Linked DNA regions of Mus musculus: region 2 is linked to region 1. The links are chromatin contacts, called in public promoter capture Hi-C maps. All regions are on one chromosome and are shown on one strand. Each heading gives the region's core, a stretch centred on a gene start, on an enhancer-like site or on the middle of the called end of the contact. The rest is flanking DNA. Distances are from core to core; before and after follow the strand shown. Region 1 holds the start of Adam1b (a disintegrin and metallopeptidase domain 1b). Region 2 holds the start of Hcar1 (hydrocarboxylic acid receptor 1).

Region 1 (4,931 bases), core at 1,305-3,804:
CTCAGTTTCTGAGAGGAGATGATGAGAACACAAAACTCAACATCAAAACCCAAAGTCGTCCAAATTGTTACATGGACTAAGGAATCCAGTAGACACTTCTCAAGAGAAGACACAGCTGCTTGTGTGGTTCTGAGGTAGAGCTTACATAGCACATACAAAATACAGATTTGATCCTCGATATGGGGGCAGGGGGCTGGAGGATTAAGAAGAGACTCTAGTGCCTCAACCCCCACCACTTTGCGCTGAAGTGGGGGGATATCGAATTGGAAGACATCCTGGGCTACCTAATTATTTCCAGACTAACCTGTGCTTCATCCTTTGATGTTGTCTCAAAAGACAAACATTCCATCCAAACAAACAAACAAACAAAAAAAGCCAGGCAGTGGTGGCGCACGCCTGTAATCCCAGCACTTGGGAGGCAAAGGCAGGTGGATTTCTGAGTTCGAGGCCAGCCTGGTCTCCAGAGTGAGTTCCAGGACAGCCAGGGCTACACAGGGCTAACCCTGTCTCGAAAAAAAAAAAACAAAAACAAAAACCCAATTTGCCAAGAAATGTATGAAACACTGCACATCCTCAGTAGTTACTGAGGCATCAGAAATCAAATCAGGAGACATCTTGAAGGACCAAAAGCAAACTTGGGTGTGAAGGGAATTTACAAGAGTTGTTGATGGGAAGTGATCAGCATCATTATTACAGAAACCACCATGGAGAGAATCCTTACCAAATGCAAGAGACTACAGGATCTCTTTGACTTAGCAGCTCCACGGTCGGTTAGACTTCCAGAGATGAATCGCTGTGCCATACACACACCTGCTCTCCTGTGGGGACTGCAGCTGGGAGTCCAACCTCATTTTCTTACAATGGGGAGGGCACTGGAGATCACACCAAGTGATGGAAGTCAGAAAGCAAGAGAAGACCATGGGCACTAATCCTCTGTGGAAACTGAAAGGCTGATCACGAACAGCGTGGACAATGCTCACCAGGGACGGGGTAGGGAAAGGGAGGTGGAAAACAGGTCAGTAAGGGTCACTGACAAGAGATTTGCTTCTAAGTTTAGTTCTAATGTTTGGCAGCACAGTGGGTAAAACTATCTATAAAAACAATCTAACAAGCTTCAAAGTTGGTAGAAAATTATGAGATCCCCAACATATAAAAGTGACTAATATTTGAAGAGCTGGAAATGCCGTTAAGTGTCTCTGCTTGGATGGGAGGGTATCCTGAGACATGGAAGGCTCCTTAGCAGAGGTGCTGCAGGTCAAGGGGAGGGTACCCCTGACTGAGCTGAGGAGTTTGAGAGCCCCAGCCCTGCTCCTTCTTCTCTTCACTTCTTCTTTTCCTAGCTTTTCTTCTCGGTTTCTTCTGATGAGAAAGCCACTCCATGCAGTAAGACTCATAAAGGAGATTTATTAAAGGGGAGAATCCTGGAGGAGAAGGGATGGATGAATCCAGGAAAGGCTGCGGCTTGCTTGCAAGGACTCACATCCTAAGCTTGGGAGCTCAGGGATTGGTGGCCTTTTTCACCCACTTTTCCCTGCATTGCATCCAAGGGTCAGGCTAGGGAGTCCTTCCTGGCTTCAGCTGGCTTTTGCTCCACGTCTGTGGGGCTGCTCAGAGAGGCTGAGAGGAGGTGTGGTAGGCCATGGATAGCTCCTGAGGGGCCTCTCTTGCTGAGGTGGGAAAGGCTCCAGTGCTGGCTGTTGGCTGAGATGTCCTGTTGGGGCCATTTTGACAGGAGCTGCCATTTTTAACAATTCCTGAAGTGGCATTTTACTTTGGCTGTAGGCTGGGGTGGGAAGGAGGAGCCAGCCACTGCTTTGAGAGGTTTTGTGGTGTGCCACTTATAGACTAAAAGCACTCCCCCTTTATCATACATGTTTATATATGTAAGATTAATGTACTGTGTCCCATAAGATACACAAATAAGATATCGTGTGAAGACTTAGTGTGTCTGTGTGCACACCTGAATGAGTTCAGCTCATGTGACCCGTGTACACATGGGTACATAGAGGCTAGAAGAAAGGCTAACACATGTAATCTTATAAGCTGCCAGGACCATGAGGAAGATTAAGAGTTTCAGGCGACCTGGCGCAACACTAGCACATAAACAAAGACACACATATAACCACACATAACCTTAGGGAATCAGTGTGTTGGGGCTAGGCCTTTGAGATGCCAGCTACTGTGGACATGTTAGCAGGAGGCTACCATGCATCTTCCATGGCCTCTGAGAAACTGGGTCTGGAGGCTGTGAAGGGCGATGCTATTCTTCTCCACAGGCCGCGCCCCTAGCTCCTCTGTGCTCCATCATACAGCTCAGGGGCTTGACCTCTCAGTCTGGTCTCCTAAATCTGTGATTATCCATCACACTTCTCAGAGCTCAAAACCTGCCCTGGGTTAGAACGCTCCTGTCTACAGAGCAAGGGTCTTGGAGGTCAGGAAACAGATATAACAGAGTATGCCCACCTAGGGGATCTCCAAGCTCCTTGATTTGGAACATTTGGGGTTAGCTGAGCAACTGACAACAGGAAGAGTTGAGAGCAGTGGGGGAGGGGTGTTCCGTGTGTGGCTCCTGCTGAGTCAGGTACAGTCAAGGTACAGTCCCACACTGTAGTAGAGGCACCTCTCTCCATCTTGTCAAAAGGACTTAGAGATGGCGTACAGGAGCTGACTTTGAAAGAAGCAACCAAGAACAGAAACTGTCTGAAAGGTCACAGAGGTCAGAGTCACCAGGACAAGACCTAGCCAGAAAGCTGAGCTCACGGAGGTGGGGAGGAACCAACACTTAAAACACGCAGCATCGATGTAGGGATAATACCCGGGCCTCCAGATCAGGAGAGCTACTGCTGTCATTGACATTCAACACGCAGGCCCCACTGAATCAGCTGAGTCAGAAGGATCATGGCAGACTCAGCCACAGCGAGACATTCAGCGTCCACGTTCTCTTTCAAGTAGAGCCCCATGCGGCTTTGTAAGAGGTTGGAGGAACACGTCAGACTTGGCCTCCCCAGATGGAGCGACTAAAGCTGGGGAAAATCCCAGAGCACTGGTGTATCAGGCTGGTGGCCATGTTGCTCTTGGCAATAATTTTTCTCCCGAGCACGTTCTGTGACATTGGATCTGTATATAATTCTTCCTATGAAACTGTCATCCCTGAGAGACTGCCAGGCAAGGGGGGGAAAGACCCTGGAGGGAAGGTGTCCTACATGCTATTGATGCAAGGCCAAAAGCAGCTGCTTCACCTCGAGGTAAAGGGACACTACCCTGAGAATAACTTCCCAGTCTACAGTTACCACAATGGCATCCTGAGGCAAGAAATGCCTCTCCTCTCCCAGGACTGCCACTATGAAGGCTACATGGAAGGGGTGCCAGGCTCCTTTGTTTCTGTCAACATCTGTTCAGGCCTCAGGGGGGTCTTGATTAAAGAGGAAACATCCTATGGCATTGAGCCCATGCTCTCTTCCAAAAACTTTGAACATGTCCTCTACACCATGGAGCATCAGCCTGTGGTCTCCTGCAGTGTCACTCCCAAAGACAGCCCTGGGGACACCAGCCATCCACCAAGGAGCAGGAAGCCCGATGACCTACTGGTTCTGACTGACTGGTGGTCACACACCAAGTATGTGGAGATGTTTGTGGTGGTCAACCACCAGCGGTTCCAGATGTGGGGCAGTAACATCAACGAGACGGTCCAGGCAGTAATGGACATCATTGCTCTGGCCAACAGCTTCACTAGGGGGATAAACACAGAGGTGGTGCTGGTGGGCCTGGAAATCTGGACAGAGGGGGACCCGATAGAGGTCCCAGTGGACCTGCAGACCACACTCAGGAATTTCAACTTCTGGAGACAGGAGAAACTCGTGGGCCGGGTCAGGCACGATGTGGCACACTTGATCGTCGGGCATCGCCCAGGAGAGAACGAGGGCCAGGCGTTTCTCCGTGGTGCCTGTTCGGGTGAGTTTGCGGCGGCCGTGGAGGCCTTCCATCATGAAGATGTCCTCCTGTTCGCGGCTCTCATGGCCCACGAGCTCGGGCACAACCTGGGTATCCAGCACGACCACCCGACCTGCACCTGTGGTCCCAAGCACTTCTGCCTCATGGGTGAGAAGATCGGTAAGGACAGTGGCTTCAGCAACTGCAGCTCTGACCACTTCCTCCGTTTCCTCCACGACCACAGAGGGGTGTGCCTGCTTGATGAGCCTGGGCGCCAGAGCCGCATGCGCAGAGCTGCCAATTGTGGGAATGGTGTGGTGGAGGACTTGGAGCAGTGTGACTGTGGCAGTGACTGTGATAAAAGCCAGTGTTGTGATGAAAATTGTAAACTGAAGGGCAACTCAGTGTGCAGCACTGAACTTTGCTGTTTTAAATGTAACTTTAAAAAGGAAGGAGATGTTTGCCGTCCTGCTGACGGACCATGTGACCTGGAAGAATACTGCAATGGGACCTCTGCAGCATGTCCCAGTGACAGGAAAGCCCAGGACGGCTCTAAGTGCCACGAATCCTTCTTGTGCTTTAATGGTCAGTGCATGGACCCTACCTTTCAGTGCTCTCGTATTTTTGGGCATGGTTCAAGGTCTGCCTCCGATTATTGCTACACCTCTCTGAACTCGAGAGGAGACCAGTTTGGAAACTGTGGCTCCTCCTCTCAATTTCCAAAAAAGTATACCAAGTGTTCAGATAAAAATGTAATGTGTGGGAAACTTATATGTACAGAGGTGGCCTTCCTGCCACAAATCCAACCGAACAACTTGCTGCTCCAGGTCCCTGAGACCGAGGACTGGTGCTGGAGTGTAGCTGTGTTTGACATGAGAGATTCCCTCCATGAGGAATACGTGAAGGACAACACTTACTGTGGCAAAGATAAAGTCTGTAAAAATTCCATTTGTGAGGACTTCACTCCATTCTCATTTCCCTGTAGTCCAAGCAAACAATGC
Region 2 (4,562 bases), core at 54-2,553, 2.4 Mb before region 1:
TGGACTTGCTCTGTAGACCAAGTTGACCTTGAACAGAGATCTTCCTGCTTTTGCCTCTAGAGCATTGGGATTAAAGGTGTGGGCTACCACACCTGGATGGGAAGAGAAAGAAAGAAAGAAAGAAAGAAAGAAAGAAAGAAAGAAAGAAAGAAAGAAAGAAAGAAAGAAAGAAAGAAAGAAAGAAAGAGAAAGAAAACAGGTGATGGAGTGGTGATGCAGATGTGGCTCAGCGGTGAAGAGCAAGGACCTCCTGCTCTTCCCGAGGACTGGTGTTAGTAAGTTCCCAGCCCCACCTCGCCACCACAACCACCTGTAACTCCATCTCAGAAGATCCAGCGCCCTCTTCTGGCCTCCATGGGCACTTACACATAAATAAAACAAATCTTTATTTAAAGGTCTGTGTGTGTGTGTGTGTGTGTGTGTGTGTGTGTGTGTGTGTGTGTGCGCGCGCGCGCGCGCGCGCAAGCGTGCATATTCTGGGCATGCACTACCATGTCCAGCCCAAATCTAGCTTTAATCAGCATATGGAAGAAGGTACCCCTGTGTTCTTTCCGTGCACACCGTCTCCCCCCACCCCATTCTTCCTACATGGGAAAAGGCGGCAGATGGACACTCTCTCAAGCTAAAGGACAGGAAATTTCGGCAAAGACTCCAGTTTTTTAAACAGTTTCATTTTGCCCGTGATTATTTTAGAAATTAACTCCTTAAGCGACCGCTTGGTTTCATACTCACCCCACTACCTGGCTATAGGGAGATGTTTGCCTCTTCTGAGCCAACGATTGGAAACAGAGCCAAAGTTTTGCAAAAGTAACTAACTAGATTCTACTTCCCAGTAGAGCAGGGACCCGACTTCTCCAGAAAAGGTTGCCTCATGGAGACAGGAGAAAATCATTTTCATCTCTTTGGAGGGGGGTGGCAGAAGGACTAGAGCCCAAAGCGCAGAGTTTTGCACATGCCGCAGTCTCCGAGCTATACCCTCAGCCCAGAAAGAATTTTTCTAATACCGGGCGGATGTTTCAAACTGCGTTTCTCTGCAGACCTTCCCAGGAGTGGAGGCTGTGCTTCTGGGTGTGGGCACCGGAAGTGGCCCCGAGAGGCCGCAGAGCACAGTCTCCCCTCTCTGGCACTGCATGGGAGTGTCCCAGGGGATTGAGGGAGGACGGGTAGTCAGGCAAAGGTTAGGGAGGAAAGCAGCCAGGCAGAGGCCCAGAACGACTCCAGGAAATGTTTAGATTTCTCCACCAGGAGGGAGGGCAAACAAGCTCCCCCCACACCCCCACCCCGCAAGCCTTCTGGCAGCTCAGAGCATTCTGCAGCGCAGAGCGTGAGGGAAAAAGACAAAACCAGAAAAAGAAAAGTCATCTCCAGGGCTCGATCTAGCAACGAGTCTGTAGCATGTATAGCGTCGGACCCCCGAGCTGCAACCCAGAAATGTACACTCGTGGGAAACCGCTTGCACCCCAGAGCCTGACCCAGCTGCAGGCTTCAACTCTGTAGGGGACGTGCAGCTCGTGATCCAAGCCTAGGAGAAAGGACTTGCTGCCGGCTTTCATTTCCTGGCTGAAGTTTCTCTCGTGGGTGCAGCGCCTGCATCCCAGGGTGATGAGGTTAGGGGCCCAGCTGCTAGAGGAGCCCTAGTGTTCGGATAGGCAGCTGTGCCTCTGTGCCGGCCACCTTGGATGCCAGTCCTCTCTCCAACTGCTATGGACAACGGGTCGTGCTGTCTCATCGAGGGGGAGCCCATCTCCCAAGTGATGCCTCCTCTACTCATCCTGGTCTTCGTGCTTGGCGCCCTGGGCAACGGCATAGCCCTGTGCGGCTTCTGCTTTCACATGAAGACCTGGAAGTCAAGCACTATTTACCTTTTCAACTTGGCTGTGGCCGATTTTCTCCTCATGATCTGCTTACCCCTTCGGACAGACTACTACCTCAGACGCAGACACTGGATTTTTGGAGATATCGCCTGTCGCCTGGTCCTCTTCAAGCTGGCCATGAATAGGGCCGGGAGCATTGTCTTCCTCACTGTGGTGGCTGTGGATAGGTATTTCAAAGTGGTCCACCCCCACCATATGGTGAATGCCATCTCCAACCGGACTGCCGCCGCCACCGCCTGTGTCCTCTGGACTTTGGTCATCTTGGGGACTGTGTATCTTCTGATGGAGAGTCACCTGTGTGTGCAGGGGACACTGTCGTCCTGTGAGAGCTTCATCATGGAGTCAGCCAACGGGTGGCACGATGTCATGTTCCAGCTGGAGTTCTTCCTGCCCCTGACAATCATCTTGTTCTGCTCGGTCAACGTTGTTTGGAGCCTGAGACGGAGGCAGCAGCTGACCAGACAGGCTCGGATGAGGAGGGCCACCCGGTTCATCATGGTGGTGGCTTCTGTGTTCATCACGTGTTACCTGCCCAGCGTGCTGGCTAGGCTCTACTTCCTCTGGACGGTGCCCACTAGTGCCTGTGACCCCTCTGTCCACACAGCCCTCCACGTCACCCTGAGCTTCACCTACCTGAACAGTATGCTGGATCCCCTTGTATATTACTTCTCAAGCCCCTCGCTCCCCAAATTCTACACCAAGCTCACAATCTGCAGCCTGAAGCCCAAACGCCCAGGACGCACGAAGACGCGGAGGTCAGAAGAGATGCCAATTTCGAACCTCTGCAGTAAGAGCTCCATCGATGGGGCAAATCGTTCCCAGAGGCCATCTGACGGGCAGTGGGATCTCCAAGTGTGTTGAATGCCATTAAGACAAACAGCCCAACAACGAGGCAGAGAAATGGGCAATGTGAGTTAAATCTGAAGGGTGGAGGACTTGAAGATGTCCCCTCCCACTCTTAGCTGTATCTTTCTCACTCAGGTAGAAATGGGATCCACCCTGCTTGACCTTTTCCAGAAGGTTCCAAACCGGTTGGTTGTGTTTAAATACTCTGATAGCAATGGTGAAGGGGCAGCGTGTGAGTGTGAAGGAAACCGTGGGTGTCGGGTTAGGAACTACCTGGAGCCCGTGTCGCTTTGCATGGCTGAGAAAAGCGGTATGAGCCTGGCTGGGTCTTGTTCTAGCTCGGAGAGAGTTAACGATCTCAATAACTCGTCGGTATTTCCTGGACTGAAAAAAATAGAAACTGCACTGAGTCAATACACTTATTTCCAGCTGAGCGAGACCCTTTACTGCAGGACACCCGGACCTAGCCGTTTTTTTTAAATCTTCCCTGGGGAGCCTCCACACATTTCAAGGTTTGAACATCCAGGTGGCCCAGGAGGGCAGCAAAAAGAATCTATTCTAACCTTGCTGGCGCCACGATATTTTGCTGATTTTAAGTGGTTTCATCCTTTGTTTTTCTTTTGTTTGCATTTCAAAGAAGATGCTGAGGGACTTGTCCACCTGATATCAGCTATCGTTTCTCCAGTGGGAACTGAGAGCCTGTTTACGGCAGCAATGGTGGGGGGGGGGTGCTTCCTGGTATTTGGGATGGGTTAATTCAAGCATGGTTGTTCTTCACTGCTTAATGCATGAATTTGAGCTGAAATCCTCCCTTCTCAAGTCTTTGTTTAATCCACAGTATGTTGTCCCACCCTGTCCAGCATCCTCGTCTGTTTTGTCTTTGGTGCTGGGCATTGAACTTGGGACCTTATTCGAGCCAGGCAAGCACTGACCACTGAACTGCACTCCCAAACCCCTTGTGCCCCTTTTAGCTGTAGCGTTGTTAGCCAACTTTTGGGAGAAAGCAAAGCACTAGAGGTGGCAGCAACAGTTTAGCTCAATGTCCTTTCATCAGTGTCTAGACTTCTGGTCAGCCATCCGGGTCTCCTATTGGGGGCCTCCCTCAAGCACATATGTTCCCCCAAATACTACCCAGAATTCTCACAGCTAGGTGATTCTGTGAAAGTCCCGGCTGCCCCTGTCCTGGAGAAGGAGAAATAGAATCCGTGTTAACCTTAGTCCCACTTTCAAGCCACAAAAGTGGTGACAGCCATTCACTCTCTCCAGTTCCCAGGGTACTCTCCCCAGGGAAGGGACCTTGACATTTATGTCTAAAGACATAAATTAGATGCTCCTCAAGGTTGTCCCTGTGGCTTCCTTTGCCAGAGGTGTTGAAGCCTAGGTGCGAAAATCAGTCTGACTGCAGGGCTGGTGAGAAGGCTCAGTAGGTAAACAGGTCTGCCGCCAAGCCACCAACCTGAGTATCCCTGAGACCCATGTGGTAGGAGAACACCAAATCCCAAAGGTGGTTCTGTCCTCCACCTATGTTCACGCATGCGCACATGCACGCATGCGCACGCGCGCACACCCACCCACCAAATACATTAATGCAATAAAAATTTTATTGGCTACACGGTCAAGTTTGAATCTTAGTTTAAATGCTTATTAGACATGTGCTCGTAGGGAAGACTTTATTTAACCCCACTCAGTTTTGATGTTCAGCAGGGTTAATACTGATGCCAAAGGGTTTGGGAGCAAATTCAATGACTGTACACTCATAAGCATGAGAAATCTGTTGTTCCCAGGTCTGCCCGGAAGAAGACCATGTGCGTGTAGTAGTTGATAAATAAATAGTTGCTGAAC

Evidence for each region. Promoter capture Hi-C pulls out the DNA fragments that hold promoters and counts their contacts.
Region 2: a promoter capture Hi-C map of pre-B cells shows a contact between it and region 1, with 3 times the contacts expected there. The contact joins the promoter of Hcar1 here to the promoter of Adam1b in region 1. A contact is called at or near these places in 2 of 39 promoter capture datasets (liver and pre-B cells).

Annotation. Positions count from the first base shown.
Region 1 is chr5:121,501,058-121,505,988 of GRCm38.p6, reverse strand. Adam1b (a disintegrin and metallopeptidase domain 1b) reads left to right here and starts at 2,554. Exons shown (of 1, transcript NM_172125.3): 1 at 2,554-4,931. The coding sequence starts at 3,009. It also overlaps a transcript of Tmem116 not described here.
Region 2 is chr5:123,876,744-123,881,305 of GRCm38.p6, reverse strand. Hcar1 (hydrocarboxylic acid receptor 1) reads left to right here and starts at 1,303. Exons shown (of 1, transcript NM_175520.5): 1 at 1,303-4,562. The coding sequence starts at 1,704. The coding sequence ends at 2,735.